2 separate regions of the Pan troglodytes genome follow, and region 1 is linked to region 2. A link is a contact called in public HiChIP or PLAC-seq data. All regions are on one chromosome and are shown on one strand. The core of a region is the stretch at or near the end of the contact, and the rest is flanking DNA. Distances in the headings are between cores, read along the strand shown.

Evidence for each region. HiChIP or PLAC-seq counts read pairs in DNA pulled down with a chosen protein or histone mark.
Region 1: an H3K4me3 HiChIP or PLAC-seq map of stem cell-derived excitatory neurons shows a contact between it and region 2, with 4 times the contacts expected there. The contact joins the promoter of NHLRC4 here to the promoter of LOC129137269 in region 2. A contact is called at or near these places in 1 of 7 Hi-C or Micro-C datasets (stem cell-derived neural progenitor cells) and 1 of 1 datasets of contacts at active chromatin or transcription factors (stem cell-derived excitatory neurons).

Annotation. Positions count from the first base shown.
Region 1 is chr18:2,924,973-2,929,642 of NHGRI_mPanTro3-v2.0_pri, reverse strand. It overlaps NHLRC4 (NHL repeat containing 4), which reads right to left and starts at 2,707. Exons shown (of 2, transcript XM_016929013.4): 1 at 2,621-2,707; 2 at 203-2,199. The coding sequence starts at 1,842. The coding sequence ends at 1,279. It overlaps PRR35 (proline rich 35), which reads right to left. Exons shown (of 3, transcript XM_003314887.7): 3 at 4,579-4,670. The coding sequence ends at 4,667. PIGQ (phosphatidylinositol glycan anchor biosynthesis class Q) reads right to left here and starts at 223. Exons shown (of 11, transcript XM_024349631.3): 1 at 1-223.
Region 2 is chr18:2,733,273-2,737,520 of NHGRI_mPanTro3-v2.0_pri, reverse strand. It overlaps LOC129137269 (large ribosomal subunit protein uL23-like), which reads right to left and starts at 2,861. Exons shown (of 1, transcript XM_054668114.2): 1 at 2,323-2,861. The coding sequence starts at 2,835. The coding sequence ends at 2,365. PGAP6 (post-GPI attachment to proteins 6) reads left to right here and starts at 2,601. Exons shown (of 15, transcript XM_063796371.1): 1 at 2,601-2,701.

The DNA of each region.
Region 1 (4,670 bases), core at 1,458-3,957, 190 kb before region 2:
GAAGGCCCCAGCCCCAGCCCGGTCCCGCCCCCGTCACTCTGTTGTCTGCAGAGGGGCCGCCCCCAGATCCCCAAAGCCAGTGGTGCCGGGAATTTTGAGCCCTGGTAGGACCAGCCCAGAGGCTGCCGCCAGCGATCGTCAGGAGAGAACACACAGGCGTCCAGCCCCTCCCGATCCCAGGAACAAGACCCCAGCCGAGACCTCAGCAGCAACTCCGTTTATTGAGCACCTAACGACAGTGCGCAGCTAGTCCCCCACCCACAGGACCCAGACATATGAGGGACCGCTCAGGGGTGATGTCCTGTGATACAGGGGAGCCTCACCTCCCCACCCCACAGGGGTAGAGCCAGACACCGTCCCCTCCCAGCTCCCTCCCCCATACAGGCCCTTCCCTGGACCCCAGACCCACGGAGTAACCCAGACGCCTCTCCTTTCACGCCTCATCTCCCCACTTGTAAAATGGGAGGAGAGGGTTAGACCCCTATTTTTTCTCAGTTTTCCAAAGCAGCAGGAGTCTCTCCTTGTAGGAAGCTCCCCCAGACCCTCCCAGCACGGCTGCACTGGGAGGACAAACAGCATGGAGCTGTTTGTCCCTGTCTGCAGAATGAAGGCCCAGACAGCTTTCATTCATGGGGACGTGGAAGAAAAGGCATCCAGGGTTCAGCCAGCCATGGGCCTCCAGACACTCCAGGGTTGCCTCCCCCTTACCTCTGCCAGGCCCAGAGAAGCTACTGGAGGCTCAGGACTCCAGGTCCCTCTGAGGTTGGGGACATTTAGGGGCCACACCCCTGCCCCAGGCCGCCCCGCCCAGCCCATCCCAGCCACACCCTCCCTGCCTGTCTGCCCCTGATTAGGAGGCCTGGGCAGGGGCACCTGGTGGGAGAGCCTGCCTAGCTGTGTGCCGGCAGCTGGCCCAGGATCTCAAGGCTTCAGCTGCCAGCCCCAAAGTCCAGGCACAGGGCCTGAGGGGGCGTGGGGGGCATGAATGCAGGGGCCAGGGCACTGAATGGGGACAGCAGAGAGCGGCCCCGGCTGGGGAGGCTGCAGGCCTGGCAGGGGCAGCCTGGGAAGCAGACTCAGGGCTGCTCCTGAGATCCGGAGCCTCACCAGCAGGAGAACTCGAGCCAAGCCCAGGGCCCAGCCCAGGTGGTGCTGGCATCAGGCAGGCAATGCCCATAGCCTGGAGGCTCCACCCATCCTGAGGGTTCCTCCCGCGGTGATCCAAGGGCCTGGGAGCTGGCCTCAGGCACAGGAGGGCTGCTCCAACCCAGCCTCAGGTCAGGCCAGCTCCTTGCCCTGGTACACCTTGATGGAGTTGTCCTTGGCATCAGCCACCAGGAGCTGGCCCTGGGGTGCACAGGCCACTCCCAAGGGCTGCCCAAGCCCCTCTGACACCAGGCAGATGGGTGGCCCAGCCCGGGGAAACAGGGTCACCTGGCGCCTCTGCTCATCTGCCACAATAACGTTGCCCTCTGAGTTGGAGCAGATGCCCGCTGGGCAGCCGAAAGTGTGCCCCGTCCAGCCCCCCAGGGAGCCCAGGGGTTGGCGGGCACTGCCAAACAGCCTCACATCCCCAAACTCCTCACTCACAGCAAGGCCCCCATCAGGCCCTGGGCCCACCCAGCAGGGGCCCTCCAGACCCAGCATGGAGGCTGGGGCCAGGGGCTCCCAAGCAGGACCCAATGAGAAGCTGTGCACAGCCCCAGGCAAGTAGTCCGTCACCAGGAGGCGGTTGAGGGCATCCACAGCCAGCCCTCGGGGAGACAGGAAGGTGCCCACTGTCACCCAGTGGCCCCCGGGGTCCCGGGCTGTGTGCTGGAGTGCATGGACAGCCCCATGCATGGGATCGCTGACCACCACGAGCCCTGACGCTGTCACAGCCACGTCCTCTGGAACGAAGGCCCCGCTCCCCGGAGTGCGGCAGGGCAGGAGGCAGATGGGGCGTCCCTCCAGATCTAGCACGTGGACACAGGGCGCAGCCCCGGCCGTGAGGAAGAGCAGGCCATCGGGGGAGCAGTGCAGGCCCCGGGGCCCTCCCGCAGCCCCTGCGGGCACCCGGATCCACCCAAGCAGCCGGAGCTGCCGGGAGCCCGTGGAGTCTCCAGGTGGGTCCAGTGTGAGGTGCAGACACCTGGAGGCCGGAGTCCAGTCAGTCCGAATCAGCGTCTCAGCTTCTCTGCAGCTGGGTCACGCTTGGGGCTGCAAGAGAGAGAATAAGGCCCCACTGTGTGTGGGAATGGCAAAGTCACTCCTCCAGTGCCCTCCTATGAGGCCGGGTCCTCCAGGTCCTGAGAGTCTACCTGGCCACCAAGCCCAGCGGCCACCCTAGTGTCTAGGTGCCTGGGACTTGAGTCTGGGAGACACATGACCCGTGTAGCTCGCTGTGGGTTTTCCCCTGAGCCCCAGATGAGCTCACGGGCCTCAGACAGATAAGCAACGTTTCTCAAATCCATCTGCCTGTGGAACCCCTTTCTACGGGGGGGGGGGCGGTCACCCACACACAGCCCTTCTACCCAAGCCCCTAGGTCAGGGAGACTTCTGACCCCTTAGGGGCGAGGCAGCCTATTCCAAGGGCCTCCACCTGCCCCACCGAGAGAGGCCGGGGGGAGGGGTCTCTTACCTGGGCCCTGTCTCGCTGGGCCCTGCTTTGGGGCTGGGTGGCTGCAGCCTCTGTTGTTGGAAACTAGAACCGGAGGAAGTGGGAGGAGCCACTGGCAGGGACGCAGCGGGGCCGGGTGGAGGAGGGAGAGTGCAGTCTCCGGCCTTGGCCCCTGAAGCTTCTATGAAAGAAAAACCAGGTCCCCTGAGGACTCCCCATGCTGCGGTGTTCCTGCCTCCGCGCCTCGTTGCAGGCTGCGCCCTCTGCCCGGACACTATTCCCACGTCCCCTACACGGCCAGATGCCATGCAGCCCACCCCCCTTCAGGAGTCCCCCACGGTCCCCCCACAACCAGCAAGTTCATTACTCCAAGTGGCAAGGCAGCCCCAGGCTGCCACCCCCAAGCAGGGTCCTTGGGTCTGGACCACAGGCGGGTGACCTGCTGGCTGAGGCACCCTCCATGAGGCCTGTCCTGCTCCCCACGGGTGACAGCGAAGGAGGTCGTGTCTCCACACCTGGGAGACGGGTGCTGTTGCCCCCAGCAAGGCCATGCTCACCTGTCTGCCCAGTGGGGGTGAGAAACTGAGGTGCAGTGGACATATGGGGTGCAGTGGACATATGGGGTGCAGTGGACATATGGGGGGCGGGGGCTGAGGACAGGGAGTCTCCCTCAGACTCGGGACTTGGGAACAGTTCCTGGCTGCCCAGAGCCCCCTGCAGCCCCTCCAGGAAGCCTCTGGGTAGAGGGGCCCGGCTGGGACCTGTCCCCACAGCACTCCGCGCCTGGCCAGGCAGCACCCCAGCTCTAGCTGCCCCGAGGCAGGGTCGGGGCTGATGCTATCTCCCTGGTAGTTAATGGGGCCGCTGCCAGCCTGCTTGGACTGGCCCCAGCCCGGCTGGACGCAGGCAGGAACTGCTTCTCCTCCTGGGGGGGCGATGTGGGCTCCAGAGCCCATTCCAGGGTGGGCGTGGAGGGTGTGGCCAGCTCTCCCAGGAGAGAAGTAATTTGCTGTGGGGGTCCCGGGTGCCCCTCCCTGTCTGCCCATCCCCTGCCCGTGGGAGGGCCAAGCCAGGCCCTGCTGGGAGGGAGGCAGTGAGCTGTGAAGGCTGATACCTATCACGGCTGCAGGGGCTGGCAGGGGCCAGCAGAGCCCACGCTGGGTGAGCAGCCTCCAGCCACAGAGCCCCGGGGCCACCGTTTAACCGCAGGAGAGCTGATATGAGCGCTGCCTTGCTGGATTCAGAGGCTAGAGGATGTTCAGGGGTTCGTGCCCACCCCCGACACACCAAGACACAGGCCGAGCAGCCCAGTCCACACGCCTCTCCACCCCCGACACACCAAGACACAGGCCGAGCAGCCCAGTCCACACGCCTCTCCACCCCCGACACACCAAGACACGGGCCGAGCAGCCCAGTCCACACGCCTCTCCACCCCCGACACACCAAGACACGGGCCGAGCAGCCCAGTCCACACGCCTCTCCACCCCCGACACACCAAGACACGGGCCGAGCAGCCCAGTCCACACGCCTCTCCACCCCCGACACACCAAGACACGGGCCGAGCAGCCCAGTCCACACGCCTCTCCACCCCCGACACACCAAGACACGGGCTGAGCAGCCCAGACCACACGGCTCTCCTCGCTCAGCTCCCGTCTCCGATGTCCCGCCCCACCCCCAGATCCCAGCCCCGCAGGGAGGGCCCAGCCCACAGGAGAGGGCCGAGTCTGAAGACAGAGGCCCAGCAGGACTGCTGCCCACCCAGGCCTCCCAGGCCAGGACACTTCCTTAGGGGGGTGTCCAGGTGGCTACACTAGGGCCCCAAAGGAAGGAGGCACAGACGGTGTGTGTGAACAGTTTCTGTTTTAATGTCCACAGTTGTGATCAATAAATAACTGTGACCTCCAGCGTCCCTGTGTGGCCCCAGGGACAAGCGTTGGCCACGGCCCGTGGGGGTGTATCCACATGCATGCGGAGGCGGGGCAGGTCCCAGGCAGGTGAGGGGCAGGGGCTGCAGGAGAGGGGCCGGCATGCTGCAGGCAGAGACAGTCGGACCTCAGGCGCTGCAGGTCAG
Region 2 (4,248 bases), core at 1,612-4,111:
AGTGGGCCCCTCCTTGTAGGAAGAGCACAGCCTCAGTCCCAGTCCCATCGGCCAGCCCAGGTACACTGCTGAGGTACACCAAGGGGAGCCTTCTCAGCAGAGAGCAACTCTTGGGCCTCCTGCCCCGGCAGCCATCTCTGTCCCTGTCACCTTTGTTCCCACCCCTTGGAAGGGACAAGGACATCTGCTGTGGTTCCACGCTCCAGTGCTGCTGGACTCACCCCAGGCTCCCTGCAGGCCGAGTGCTGAGCGGTCACTGCCCATGCCCTTCATCTTCCAGCTCACTCGCACCCACACCCAGGACAGGCATTCATTTGCTCAGACAAAATGGGGATAAATAAGAACCACTGCTGGGTGTGCTGGTGCTGGCCTGTAATCACCTGGGAGACTGAGGCAGGGGGATCCTTTGATCCCAGGAGGCCAACGCTGCAGGGAGCCACCGTGTTCCCACTACACTCCAGCCTGGGCGACACAGCAAGACCCTGTCTCAATAAAAAAAAAAAAAAAAGGAAAAAGAAAAACCTGTCTACTGCCATCCGCTGAACGTAAAACAACAACAAAAAACTGAACTGTCATTCCCAGCACTTTGGGAGGCCGAGGCGGGCGGATCATCTGAGGTCAGGAGATCAAGACCATCCTGACCAACATGGTGAAACCCCGTCTCTACTAAAAAATACAAAAATTAGCCGGGCATGATGGTGTCCACCTGTAATCCCGGCTACTCAGGAGGCTCAGGCAGGAGAATGGCTTGAACCCGGGAGGCGGAGGTTACAGTGAGCTGAGATCGCGCCATTGCACTCCAACCTGGGGGACAAGAGTGAAACTTCGTCTCAAAAAAAAAAAAAAAAAAAAGTGTGGGGAAAAGAAGAGAGATGAGATTGTTACTGTGTCTATGTAGAAAACTCCATTTTGATCTGTACTAAGAAACATTGTTTCTGCTTTGAGATGCTGTTAACCTGTAATTTTAACAGAAACCTGTGCTCACAGAAACATGTGCTGTGTTGAATCAAGGTTTAATAGGTTCAGGGCTGTGCAGGATGTGCCTTGTGAACAATTTGTTTGCAGGCAGTGTGCTTGGTAAAAGTCATCGCCATTCTCCGTTCTCGATTAATCAGGGACACAGTGCACTGCGGAAAGCCGCAGGGCCCTCTGCCCAAGAAAGCCTGGGAGTTGTCCAAGGTTTCCCCGCACTGAGACAGCCTGAGATATGGCCTCGTGGGGAGGGAAAGACCTTACCATCCCCCAGCTCCACACCCGTAAAAGGTCTGTGCTAAGGAGGAGCAGTGAAGGAGAGAGGCCTCTTTGCAGCTGAGATAAGAGGAAGGCTTCTGTCTCCTGCTTGTCCCTGGGAATGGAATGTCTCGGTGTAAAGCCAACCATTCGTTCTATTCTGAGATAGGAGAAAACCGCCCTGTGGCTGGTGGCAAGATATGCTGGCAGCAATACTGCTCTGTTACTCTTTGCTACACTGAAATGTTTATGTAAAGTGAAACATAAATCTGGCCTATGTGTACATCCCGGCACAGTACCTTTCCTAGAACTTACTCATGATACAGATTCCTTTGCTCACATGTTTCCCTGCTGACCTTCTCTCCATCTGTTGCCCTGCTACACTCCCCTCGCTAAGATAGTAAAAATAATGATCAATAAATACTGAGGGAACTCAGAGACCAGCGCTGCTGCAGGTCCTCGCAGGCTGAGTGCGCCAGTCCCCTGGGCCCACCTTTCCTTCTCTATACTTTGTCTCTGTGTCTTATTTCTTTTCTCAGTCTCTTGTCCCACCTGACGAGAAATACCCACAGGTGTGGAGGAGCAGGCCCCCTTCAAAAAGGGTACGTACTTCCTACTTTTTTGGGTTGGGAAATGACCTTTGTTTTTTTTTTTTTTTAGACGGAGTCTTGCTCTGTCACCCAGGCTGGAGTGCAGTGATGTGATCTTGGCTCACTGCAACCTCCACCTCCCGGGTTCAAGCGATTCTCCTGCCTCAGCCTCCCAAGTAGCTGGGACTACAGGCGCGTGCCAGTTTTTTGTATTTTTAGTAGAGACAGTTTTCACCATATTAGCCAGGCTGGTCTTGAACTCCTGACCTTGTGATCCACCGTCCCCAGCCCTTGAATGATTTAATTAGTTAATTTATTTATTTTTGAGATGGGGTCTCGCTCAGTCACCCAGGCTGGAGTGCAGTGGTGCGATCTTGGCTCACTGCAGCCTTGACCTCCTGGGCTCAAGGGATCTTCCTGCCTCAGGCTGTGGAGTAGCTGGGACTACAGACACACATGCCACCATGCTTGGCTACAATTTTTTTTTTTTTTATGGTGACAAGATATATATATATATATTTAGAATTAGGCAGCTGGACTCAGTTTAGATGATCCCAATTTTGTTGGCAACATCCAACGCATCATAATCAGGAGCCAGTCGAACACATGCCTTCTTCTCTCCATCAGGCGGAATCAGGGTGGTGACCTCGGCCACATCACCGTCATAGAGCCTCTTCACAGCCTGTTTGATCTGGTGCTTGTTGGCTTTAACATCCACAGTGAACAAAAGCGTGTTGTTTTCTTCTGTCCTCTTCACGGCCGACTCCGTGGTCAGCGGAAACTTGATGACAGCGTAGTGGCCAAGCTTGTTTCTCCTGGGGGCGCTCTTCCAGGGATATTCAGGCCGCCTCCGGCGTCGCAGTGTCTTGGGCCGCTGGAAGGTGAGTGACGTGCGGGTCTTCTTTTTTATGTGGCTGTGGACACCTTTCAACGCTGCCTTCTTGGCCTTTAAAGCCTTCGCTTTGGCTTCGGCTTTAGGAGAGGCAGGAGCTTCCTTCTTCGCTTTCAGCGCCATCTTGTGAAAAGGCCAATTTTTTTTTTTTTGGTTTTTTTTTTTTTTTTTGTAGAGACTGGGTTTCCCCATGTTGCCCAGGCTGGGAAAATGACCCTTTTTTTATGAAAGAATAATAATGCATGATAGTTGAGCCTAAAAAAAGCCCCAAAACTCTGGGGAAACTATTTCTGTCTGTGAAACTCTGATGTCTGGGCACCTCTGGTGTGGTTCATGCTGACAGGTTAGGGCACTGGGTCAGAAAGACAGGGTTACGGTCTGCACTCCTCCTGCCTGACCACAGAGTGAGAGAGACCCATCTCCTGCCCTCAGGAAACCCGGGGCGGAGCGGGAAGACAGGGTCTCCCACGTCTACCAGGTGGCCATGAACAGACAGAGGGAAACTCCTTTCAACCTGCAGAGCCTGGGAGAGTGTCCACAGAGAAAGAGGGGTCCTCACACAGTCTTGCACACAGGAAGCATTTGCAGGAGGTGCGCAGGGTGGTTATTTGGAGAAAATTGGATTACGGCTTTTTTTTTTGCTTTTATTTAACTTTTGATATTTTTATCCAAGACAACTATAATAATGCTTATTGCTGCTGGGCGAAGAGCACACCGACTGTGGAAAGCTGCTCCCACACCCAGCAACCCTCCCCTCCGGCCAGGCTGCAGGCAGCTGGAGTCCACCCTCACCCAGGCTCACTGGAGGGGGACCTGGGGAGGGGGCTTGAGGGTCTTCCTGTTTGTTTGGAAATACGATGCGTCCCTGTTATCCAGCAACTGGATTTTTCACTTTACTGACATTCCTTCTGAAGACACATTTATAGACCCATCTAAAAGTTGCATAAATATTCAGAGTAGGCCGGGCGCGGTGGCTCACGCCTGTAATCCCAGCACTTTGAGAGGCTGAGATGGGCAGATCACGAGGTCAGGAAATCGAGACCATCCTGGCTAACATGGTGAAACCCCATCTCTACTAAAAATACAAAAAATTAGCCAGGTGTGTTGGCGGGCGCCTGTAGTCCCAGCTACTCGGGAGGCTGAGGCAGCAGAATGGCGTGAACCTGGGAGGCGGAGCTTGCAGTGAGCCAGGATCGCGCCACTGCACTCCAGCCTGGGCGACAGAGCGAGATTCCATCTCAAAAAAAAAAAAAAAAAAAAAAAAAATCAGAGTAGGCTGGGCGCTGTGGCTCATGCCTGTAATCCCAGCATTTTGGGAGGCCAAGGTGGGTGGATCATGAGGTCAGGAGATCGAGGCCATACTGGCTTACAGGGTGAAATCCCATCTCTACTAAAAACAAAAAAAATTAGCCAGGAATGGTAGCAGGCGCCTGTAGTCCCAGCAACTCGGGAGGCTGAGGCAGGAGAATGGCGTGAACCCGGGAGGTGGAGCATGCGTGAGCCGAGATCGCACCACTGCACTCCAGCCTGGGCGAC